Linked DNA regions of Rattus norvegicus: region 1 is linked to region 2. Evidence: chromatin contacts called from public Hi-C data. All regions are on one chromosome and are shown on one strand. The core of a region is the stretch at or near the end of the contact, and the rest is flanking DNA. Distances in the headings are between cores, read along the strand shown.

The links. Hi-C and Micro-C count contacts between places; a contact is called where the count stands out from the background.
Region 1: a Hi-C map of the A7r5 cell line shows a contact between it and region 2, with 6 times the contacts expected there. The contact joins the enhancer-like site here to the promoter of Cped1 in region 2. A contact is called at or near these places in 12 of 12 Hi-C or Micro-C datasets (the A7r5 cell line, the Rat2 cell line, Schwann cells and 7 more).

Annotation. Positions count from the first base shown.
Region 1 is chr4:51,573,169-51,578,062 of GRCr8, reverse strand. The region is part of intron 4 of Cped1 (cadherin-like and PC-esterase domain containing 1); the gene reads right to left. Among named protein-coding and RNA genes, the nearest start is that of Cped1, 93 kb to the right of the region's middle. Within about 2 kb of position 1,957, at least 3 of the 93 cell types and tissues checked have an H3K27ac peak or open chromatin away from gene starts, as enhancers often do. A contact at or near this core is called in the A7r5 cell line, where this site is marked.
Region 2 is chr4:51,479,418-51,484,363 of GRCr8, reverse strand. Cped1 (cadherin-like and PC-esterase domain containing 1) reads right to left here and starts at 1,866. Exons shown (of 22, transcript XM_039108607.2): 1 at 1,636-1,866; 2 at 692-847.

The sequences.
Region 1 (4,894 bases), core at 708-3,207, 94 kb before region 2:
TGACTTCCCTCATTGATGAACTGTGGCCTAGAAGCGTAAGCAGTGTGAACCCTTTTCTTCCCTCTTTCTGTTTTTTTGTCATTGTATTTTTGGCAACAGCAGAAAATAATGCAAACCAGAACATCCCTGTAAAGCAAACTCTTTACGAAACCCCAAACTTGAGCTCCTACTTAGATGACTGAGAAAAAACTGATAGTAAAAAAATAAATAAATAAATAGTATATAAAATGAATTTTGCTATTTATTTTTAAATATCCTGAAGAAAAAAATTGTGACATTCAATATTATTCCAGCCATCTTCAATAAATGAGGGTTATACAGTCATTGATTTAAAAAGCCCAGAGAGTCCTAATAACACTCAGTGGCCAGGAGTCATGAAAAGAAAATTCAACATTATTTCTTATCACAATAGATTCCAGCCAGGAGATGGTGAGTTTAAGAATCAATTTAGAAGTGGCAGAAAGAATTCAAGATGGCTAGTAGCAAAGAAAAAAATCTATTAAAAATACTGGGTTTCCTCTTTTTGTTCCTCACCTAATGAAGAAATGATGTTGACTTAGAAAGTGAGTCTTTATTATACCCTGGCATAAGGAGTGAATATCAATTGATTACTTTATAAAGGTGAGCTGGAAAGAGAAGAGTGTACAAAAAGTTCCATGAAGGGAGTGACTGGGAAAAATGGTGTTTTAGTGAATTAGAGGGAACTATCAAGGAAATTAGAGGCTTTTATATGAAGAATTTGGCAGAATTTTGTTTTGTGATGGGGGACAGTGAGACAGACAGTTCAAAACACAAAGGTGCTTGCTGCCAAATATGAAGACTTGGGTTTAATCCCTGGAACCTTAAAGGAGAACACTGGGGAGAGCATTATGTGCCCTGACCTACACATGTGTAATGTGGCTTGTTTCTCCCCCAGGTCAATCAATCAATTAATCAGTCAATGAATAAACAAATGTTGTGGGTTGAGTGATCCTAAATCTTCCTTCAATATCTTTTTTTTTCAACCTTATCACCTTACAAATAAAGTTGGGTTTTTTTTGTTTGTTTGTTTGTTTGTTTGTGTTTGTTTGTTTTAATCCAAACTACCCTACAAGGTCTTTGGGATTAGAGATGATGTAGGAAGAGGCTGTTTTACTTTGCTTGCCCAATCAACGTGACCTCAGCTTTCTCAAAGGGTTGTTTTGGTCTGGCCCCCCTGCCACCCTGGCTCAGTTCCCCTGTGGCTGGAGTCAGGTTCCTCAGCTCGAGGGCTTGGGGTACTCTTCCCAAAAGAAGTTGGAGGTCACTAGCAGGCCAGCAAAACTGGATTTAGAGAAAACGCACGTGAAATGTCTATAAGGATTCTGAGAAGTAAGAGTGCTCATTCAATTTCATGGCTCTAAGGTGAAACGTGGCAGAGGTCCGTGGCTACCATTATCCATCAAATGATCTGCAGTTCGGGCTTTCCGCCCTGCTTCCGAGGCGCTTGCCCAGCATCCTGCAGCTGCTGCTGGTTTCTCTCAGAAGGTGGTTCCTTACTCAGCGCTCTTGTCTGTCCCTCAATCTAACTTTTCTTTCCCAAATCACTTTAAAAATTTCTCAGTATACTTTAGTCCCGGTGGCACCTTGGCACTCTATATCCTTTTGCTCTTGGCTACTGTAGGTTTACAAATACATTGTGTAATTGGGACATTTTAAATATCATTTTGTGGATTGTACCTTGCATGTTATAGCTGGCTATGATTATAGTTGAAGGCTCTTTCTCTTAAACGACACAGCACTGATCTAAAACTGGCTGTAGACCGACCCATGCTGGGTGGAGGAGCACGGTAAAGAAACTGAAGCGTTTGCAAAACAGGGAACCGAAGATAGATGAACAGATCCAGTTTACTTAAACACATCATCTTTCTTAGTAATTCTATTTAGAGGCAGAGTAAACATTCCTGTGCCTGCAATATTTGGATTACTGAGTCATAAATAGTGATGGCTTCGTACTCGAAAAGTAAGTGGAGCCAAGTAGCTCCACTCCGTTCTAGAGAAATGTGTTGAGTCCAATTGTGGCCCTGTTACAATTCAGTGATATTAAGCACACCTAATTCTGACATCAAAAGGGGGAGTGACAGGCAGAGAGACAGACAGACCGAGAGAGAGAGAGAGAGAGAGAGAGAGAGAGAGAGAGAGACAGAGAGACGGAGAGACAGAGAGACAGAGAGACAGAGAGACAGAGAGACAGAGAGACAGAGAGACAGAGAGACAGAGAGACAGAGACAGAGAGAGAACCTATTTCCCAACTTTGTCCCCTTTTTTACAGTCTGTGGTCAGTGAGAGATGCTGAGCTGTCATCTGGTGATTATTTACTGGGGCGTCGGAGTGTTTATGTGGAATGTCTGCCCTACTAGTACTCCAATGTGTGTGGGCTTGACTCGAAGAACTGTGCGTGAGGTCTACCAGCAAAGGACCACCCTTAAATTAAAATGGGGTAGATAGCAATAGGAGTGCCACATAGCAGGATGACATACAATAAAAGGGGAACTTTCAGTGCGGTGTTTTGTATTCTGTGGACTCCTCTCTAGACCAGTGTTTTCATCCTTCCTACTACGGTGACCCTTTAATACAGATGTAGTGACTCCAACCATCAAATTATTTTTTGTTCTACTTCATAACTGTAATTTTCCTGTTATGAATCATAATGTAAATATTTTTTTTAGAGGTAGAGGTTTGCCAAAGGGGTTGCCACAGGTTGAAGAACACAGTTCTAGAGCATACATATGTTTATGTGTATATGGAGGTGTTTATCCATATCTATTCATATGGGTGTCTTTTATCATTTTCTGTCTTGTTTTTTGAGACAAGGTTTCTCACTGAACCTCAAACTTACCAATTGGCTAGACTAGCTATCTGGTATCGATTTAATTCTCTACTTGGCACAATCTAGAATTACCTAGGAAGAGAGTCTTAATTGAGGAATTAACAAAATCAGATTGGGTTATGGGCATGATTTTAGGGGACCTGCCCTGATTGCTAAGTCATAGAAGAAGACCCAACCTACTGCAGGCAGCACCATTCTTTAGTCAGGTAGTCCTGAGTAGTATGAGAGGGAAGAAAGCTAGCCTAGAACAAGCAAGCAAGTGAGCAAAGACCCATGGGTTTGTTACTTTTTCTCTTGATTATAAACGTGATCTTTAAGTTTCTGACTTGACTTCTTCACAGTATGAACCTTATCCTTGAATTGTGAGACAAATAAACCTTCTTCCATGTGTTGTCTTGGGTCAACAGTAATAGAAGCTTTTTTCATTTTTATAATTTTTTATCACAGTAATAAAAATAAAACTCGATCACAGTGGTGGTTTCAGTAAGAATGTCCCCCATTGGCGCATATGTTTGAATGCTTAGTTATGATGTCATGGAACTGTTTGAGAAGGATTAGAAGAATTAGGAGGTGTGGCCCTGTTGGAAGAAGTATGCCAACTTGAAGTGAGCTGTGAAGTTACCAAATCCCACTCTTCTCTATCTGTCTGTAAAAGAGGATGTAGATCTCAGCTTTTTTCTCCAGGGCTATCAATTCTGCCCTATTCCCACCATAACCCCCCACCCCCACCCATGATAATGGACTAACTCTCTGGATCTGCAAGCAACCCGCCAATTGAATGCTTTCTTTTATACGAATTGTCTTGGTCATGATGTTTCTTCACAGAATTGGAACACTGACCAAGACAAGCTCTTAGCAAGATAGTAAAGAAAAACATCTAACGGCCATGAACTTCGCATTCTGCACACATAACATGCAGAACTCCAAGTAATTTAAAGATGTGACCCTGGTCTATCCTCCTAAAAGCTTTGTACTAAGGTTGGTGGTGTAGGCTCATAATCCTAGAATTCAATGAACGAAGGCAGGAGGTTCTCTGCAAGCTCAAGGCCGGTCCAGGCCATAAAATGAACTTAGGCCACAAGGATACCTAGTGAGATCTTGCCTAGAAAATAAACAGTAAGAACAAGACAAACCTCGGCTAGAAAACTGTGGTCTTCCCTCTGTTCTAGACAGAAAATTAAAGCAAAGAGAAGGTAAGAAACTCACCTAAGGGTGCTGGGCTATTAGGTGGCCAGGATGGGATTTACACATAAGAGGCCTGGCCCTTGGTGCACACTCCACTACCCGGTAGTAGCTCATAATCAATTCGAAGCAACCTCCACCCCTAAAAACAATTTTTACAAACCATTCATTCTGCCAATTCATACACTTCCTCTAAAACACAATTTGGCTCCACTCAGAGCCACTTATGCGGCCTCTTACATTTGTGCTTTTCAAAAACACAGCACAGTTTGACAGCACAATCAGTTAATTCTAAATGACACCATGGAATCCTCCAGTAAAAGCCAGAAAAAAAAAGCCACCAACAACAACAACAACTATAAGATGCCAAAGTGGTCAGGGATTTAGCTCAGTGGTAGAGCGCTTGCCTAGCAAGGACAAGGCCCTGGTTCGGTCCTCAGCTCTGGAAAGAAAAAAAAAAAAAAAAAAAAAAAAAACAGAAAAACAACTATAAGATGCCAAAGTAACTAATTCTAGGACTTTTGTAAGTAGCCCAGGAAGGTGGTACCATTATACTCGAGAAACCCAGACCTGAAGCTCCTGTGAGACTCACCCTTGACCCCTCACCCCTGACCCAAAGTGTGTGACTACTGTATGAAGCCTCCCATGATAGGCTTTCCTTGTGCTTAGCAGAGCTATTGATAGCTCGGGCAGTTGACTCAAGTACAGTCGCACAAGGAAAGGTGTGACAGGAGAAAGTACGAAGGGGACCCTACAAGGTGGCTTACTAGCAAATAGTGAGGACAGGAGAGTTTTCTCTCCGGAGCCTAGCAATTCTGGTCTGCTGTTGAGTTTCCTAACAAAAAAATAACCATCTTCTGCCTA
Region 2 (4,946 bases), core at 617-3,116:
CTGCCTTTCCAGTACAGACTATCAGTAGTCCATCACACCAAGCATAAATGCACACTTTAAATAAAAATGCCTCATCACTTAACACAGGCAGGCCCAGAACTCTTCATGTAGATCAGGCTGGGCTGGAGCTTGGCATAATTTTCCTGCCTCTGCCTCCTGAGTGCTTAGAGTCCAGGTATGGGCCCAATATGAACAACTAAATAGCATGTCAATTGTTCTTAAGAAACCTATAGGACTATTCTTTTAAATTCTTCAGAAATGAACACATTAGTTTTAAAAACAAGTCACCAATTCAGAACCAGGTCTTGAGATGGAGTTCTGGAGGAGTTCTAGAATTTGGGAGTCTTGGCATTCATACTCTTGGATTTAAGGAAAGAGATACAGGATTTTTTTTTTTTCGGATTTTTAAAACTAGCTTTTGTTTCTGATGTAGAAATCCTCAACTCTCTTAGACTTCTAAAGTTTTAGAAGCTATTTTTCTCTCGCTGTAATGAAGTTAGCCTCTAAAAGATAAAGGGCAGAACTCTGTAGGGTTAGGGAGCTTAGCAGCTTATGTAATTCATCTCCCAGTCACCAGGTCACTCTGGTCTGTTTATACTCTGGCTCGCTTTCGGACCTCATGGAAGTTAATTTTAGTTTTGCAGAAAGGAGAGAGAGGCCGACCAGACGCCCAGGCTAAACTCAGACTTACCTTCCTGATTTCTTGAGCGTTGGCAGAGAGAAGGAAGCACCGTTTGTCCTGCGGGTAGTCTTTCTCACATCTGCTACCCTGAGTTTGAGAGGGGGTGTGTGGGACAGTCCCAGAGACCTCCGCTGCAATCTTCTTAGTCCCTCTGAGTGTTAGGGTCTGGTAAAAGAGACAGATTGCCACCACCAAACCCACCAGGAAAGGTCGGGGGCAAAATCGCCGGCGACAAAGGAACCCAGGTCGACAGACCATGACCAGTCCAGGTTCACTTGGCCCCTGGCCACGTTGTCAGTATGAAAAAAACACACATCTGTCTTGCTTTTGCACAATTCTAATCAAGTTCGCCCCATCTCCACTGGAGAACTTTCCGAAAGTTCATGCCAAAGATTCACAGGACCCAGCGGTCAGAGGTGGTTAACAATAGCCCTTCCATGAAGGACAGTAAGAAGTGACTGCCCTGATTTTTTTTTTTTTAAGATGTCAAAATAAAGATAGTTGTAAGAAATCATCCAAATGCATCCCCAGCTGCCAAGAGTTCCTTCCGGCAATGTCTTACTTCCATAACATTCTTAAACTCAGGAGTTCAGCTTGTCTCTTCTTTGGGGGCAAAAAGAAAGCACAGTAATGCGGGTCTGAAGGCAGAAACCAGCCCTGAGAGACGCAGCCGATTAAACGCGGAGAGCCTGTTGCACAGCTGGGCGCCGGCCAGGTTGTCCTAGCAGTTTCTCATTTTCCCTCCGCTTTTAAAGCCATCCCGCTCTCAGCCTTTTATGTTGCAGAACTGCTTCCTTTCGTTCAGTTTTAAATTGCCACTTGGCTGCTAGCGTTCACGGCTTTTAACATAAAAAGAGGGTGGGGGATAGCAGTTTGGATGTATGTGGTCACTGTCAGGGTTTTGCTTGCGTTTGGTCTCATTCCGTTTCAAGTTCAAAGTTCTGTGTACTTACTCAGTTTTCATCCTTTTAGCCAGATTTTTTTTTTTCATGATCCCCTTAATGGATTGCTGATGAAAATCACTTGGGAGGAAGCACCCAGGCGTAGGACTCCACTTCATCTCACTCTCACGCACGGACACACACGCGCAGACACGCGGAGACACGCGCGTGCCGGCTGCACACAGGGCCGAGAGCCGGAGGACCCGGGCCATCCCTGCCACCCAGGCCGAGCGGGGCGGAGCTAAGCTAGGACTTTTCTGGCCTTGGGGGCTGTCCGATCGCACTATGAGCTCGTCACCAGCAAAGGGTGCATAGAAACAGCAGTTAGACATCCTAACTTGGAACGTGGCAATCTATCCAGACCTGCAGAATTAGAAACATACTTGATCTCTGCTCTTCTCTGTCACAGCGTTTTCCTAATACAGAATAACAAATGGCTTCTAGTCAATAGATCCTCAAGTTCGAGGAGGAGATGAAGGCCGACTCCGAGCTAACTGGGAGGTTCATCACTCCAGGGAATTGCGGTTACGCTTAAGCGGACAAGAGAGTCATCAGGACAGTCTGGACCACAGACTAGGAAACATTCCACAGTCCGTGTAGCTAAAAGTCCCCTCTCCATTCCAACATAGAGTCCTTCCGCTGTTACTACTGCTCTGAAGTTTTCCCATTGCAAACAGCCTGATGCTATTCAACTGAGCTGACTGTAGCAGCTTATTGAAGTCCTAACTTTTGCCCAGGAGAAAGGGGTACCCAGCAGGCCTTTTAATTCCATGCCAACCCTCTCACGGGCTTTGTTAACAGGGCAGACTGGCAAATTTCATCACTGTTGGCTCAGCAGGGTGAGAGACCATCGAAAGAACCTCCAGGTTCTTGCTTTGACTGCTCTGGGAAGGACTAGTTTAGGCTCATGGGGGACATTCTTTAAAGACTTAAATGGTTTCATACTTTAGGTCTAACCAAACTTCTTATAGGCAGACTTTAACCCGTGAGGCCACACCCCTAGACTAAGCCCATGCCAAAGGACTCAGCTATTAGACCCTAATATTTTGTGAGAGGGAGTGCCCCCTAGAGGCTCACAGCTACAAAAGATTCAGAAAAATGGACATCTCTTGCTAGTAAGAAACTTAATTTGAGTCAGCTGGGGATAGATGATGGGAGAAAGGAAAGAAAGGAAGGGAGGGAGAGAGAGAGATTTGAGAGAGAGATAAAGAGGAAGGAGGAGGAGGAAGAGAAAGAGGAAGAAGAAAAGAGAAAAGGAAAGGAAAGTTTGCTCCCTAAAAGCAAACTAATTTGGTCATTATAGAATAAGCATTAACTTATCTCAGGTCTATTTACATGAAGTCTATAAATTGTTTTACTACTCTTTGATATATAAATTCAAAGTCTTCAATACCATGAGAAATAAGGGAATGGGAGAAAATTAGCCTGGTTTTTACATGCAGACATTGAGAGGGCATTACTGTCCCATGATACAGAGTTTTGGTGGCTGTAATATAATCTAAGGGCCAATAGGAATTACTAGACCTCTAAATTGGAATGTCTTCTCTGCTTATGTGGTAAAGCTGTTTACTGGGTGTTATGAGCAATATAGATAGTTATTAATTATTAACGCTAGAATTCAGAGGAAGAACCCTTTTGGGGAGGGGACATTATTAAGTTGCTGAGTCATTTTACAGGAGAGGAAATTGGATGCTAACTGGAATTGCCTTTAGGTGGGGAGAAAGGAAAGGCAGCAGACCAGAAAATCTTTAGACAATTCTGCAGCTCTCCTTTTGGCTAAGAGGAATCCAGAAAGGCTTCCAATAAGTCGAAGAACTCAATTCCCTGTGTTCAGCACAGAGTCCAAAGAGCAGAAGACAGTAGCGATAATATTAGAAATATCATTAATATTAGAAATAGAAAGGGTTAGTTAGAAGAAGTGTGTAACAAAGAAAGCACAGCGCCAAGTGGACTGAGACTCCTGGGACCACATCAGGTATCAGAGGCAGTCCGTCATGGACATAGATTATAACATTCACCACCTCTTACAGGCTGTTCTGAAATAAGTGCTTTGGAATATGAAGTCTAAGTCTATCATTTGTGGGCTCAGTACCCACTCTGAGTGCAGTTGGCCCTGGTGAGATGGCCACAGACGGCACCTAGGCATTCTGAGGCTGGCAGATGGATGAGAGCGGATGCACAGACAGCACCTAGGCATTCTGAGGCTGGCAGAGAGCGGATGCACATCTGTCAGCTGTAAGAGCCCCAGGCTCAGCCCTAGCAGAGCTTAGGATGTGGTGAGGTGTCAGACCTGTGAGGAGATCGTTTAAATGGTGAGCCACAAGGAACACAAAAGAAGCAGACACAAACTCTTGTCACTAATTGTTCTCTTTCCACCATCCTTTGTGATGAAGGGGAATAGACATTTTGAGAAGATGAACTTGTGGGCTTTAGCCATGCCTGAGATCCAAATATCTGTGTTCTCAAATTTACAATTTTAATGGCTAGATGGAGATATTGGACATATTAAGGCAGCACCATGCAATGTTTCTATGAATGCATATAGCATGTTATCTAAGGTGATTTAAACCTATCCATTGACTCAGTGCTTCTCATTTCTTTGGAGTAAAAACATTAAGAATTCTGCCTTGTAGCTTTTGTACATATGGCCTGTAGTCACTCTATTGTGCAATAGCACATTAGAGATCCCTACTTCTGACTGTACTAATTATAACTCGGTCCTGTGATTAACCCTCCCATTCAGTCTCTCCCCATCCCTCATCAGTCTCTGGTGACCAACATTCTCCTCCGCTTGCAGGTTCCTCACAAGTGGGATCACACAGTCTTTACTTTTTGTAACTTGTCCTTCCCCCACTTAATGACCTCCAATTCCACCCATGTAGTTGTAAATCACAGTATCTCGTTCTTTTTTCTGTCGGAACGACGTAAGCACAGTTCACTGTCTTCGCTCGCCAGTTGAAGACTGTAGTTGTTTCCGTCCTTGGCTGTTGTAACTAATACAGTAAACAAGGGTGTGGGTGCCCTTTAAACACACTGTTGTATCCTTGATTCTATACACAGCAGTGGCTTTGAGTGACTATCTAGTAGTTCTATTTGCAAACTTTGGACGAACTTGCAACCCCTTTCCCCACTAGCTGTAGTAATTTACATTGTCACCAACACTCCACCTTCTTACTGCTCTCACCATTTTGGTCTTGTACCATGACCATCCTAAATGGGGGGAGGTGACCTGACCACTCTCCCAGATACTAACAAGTGATTTGACCTCTTCTTTTGACAAATGTCTAAATGCAACCAATTTTTTCAACGGAATTGTCTCGTTC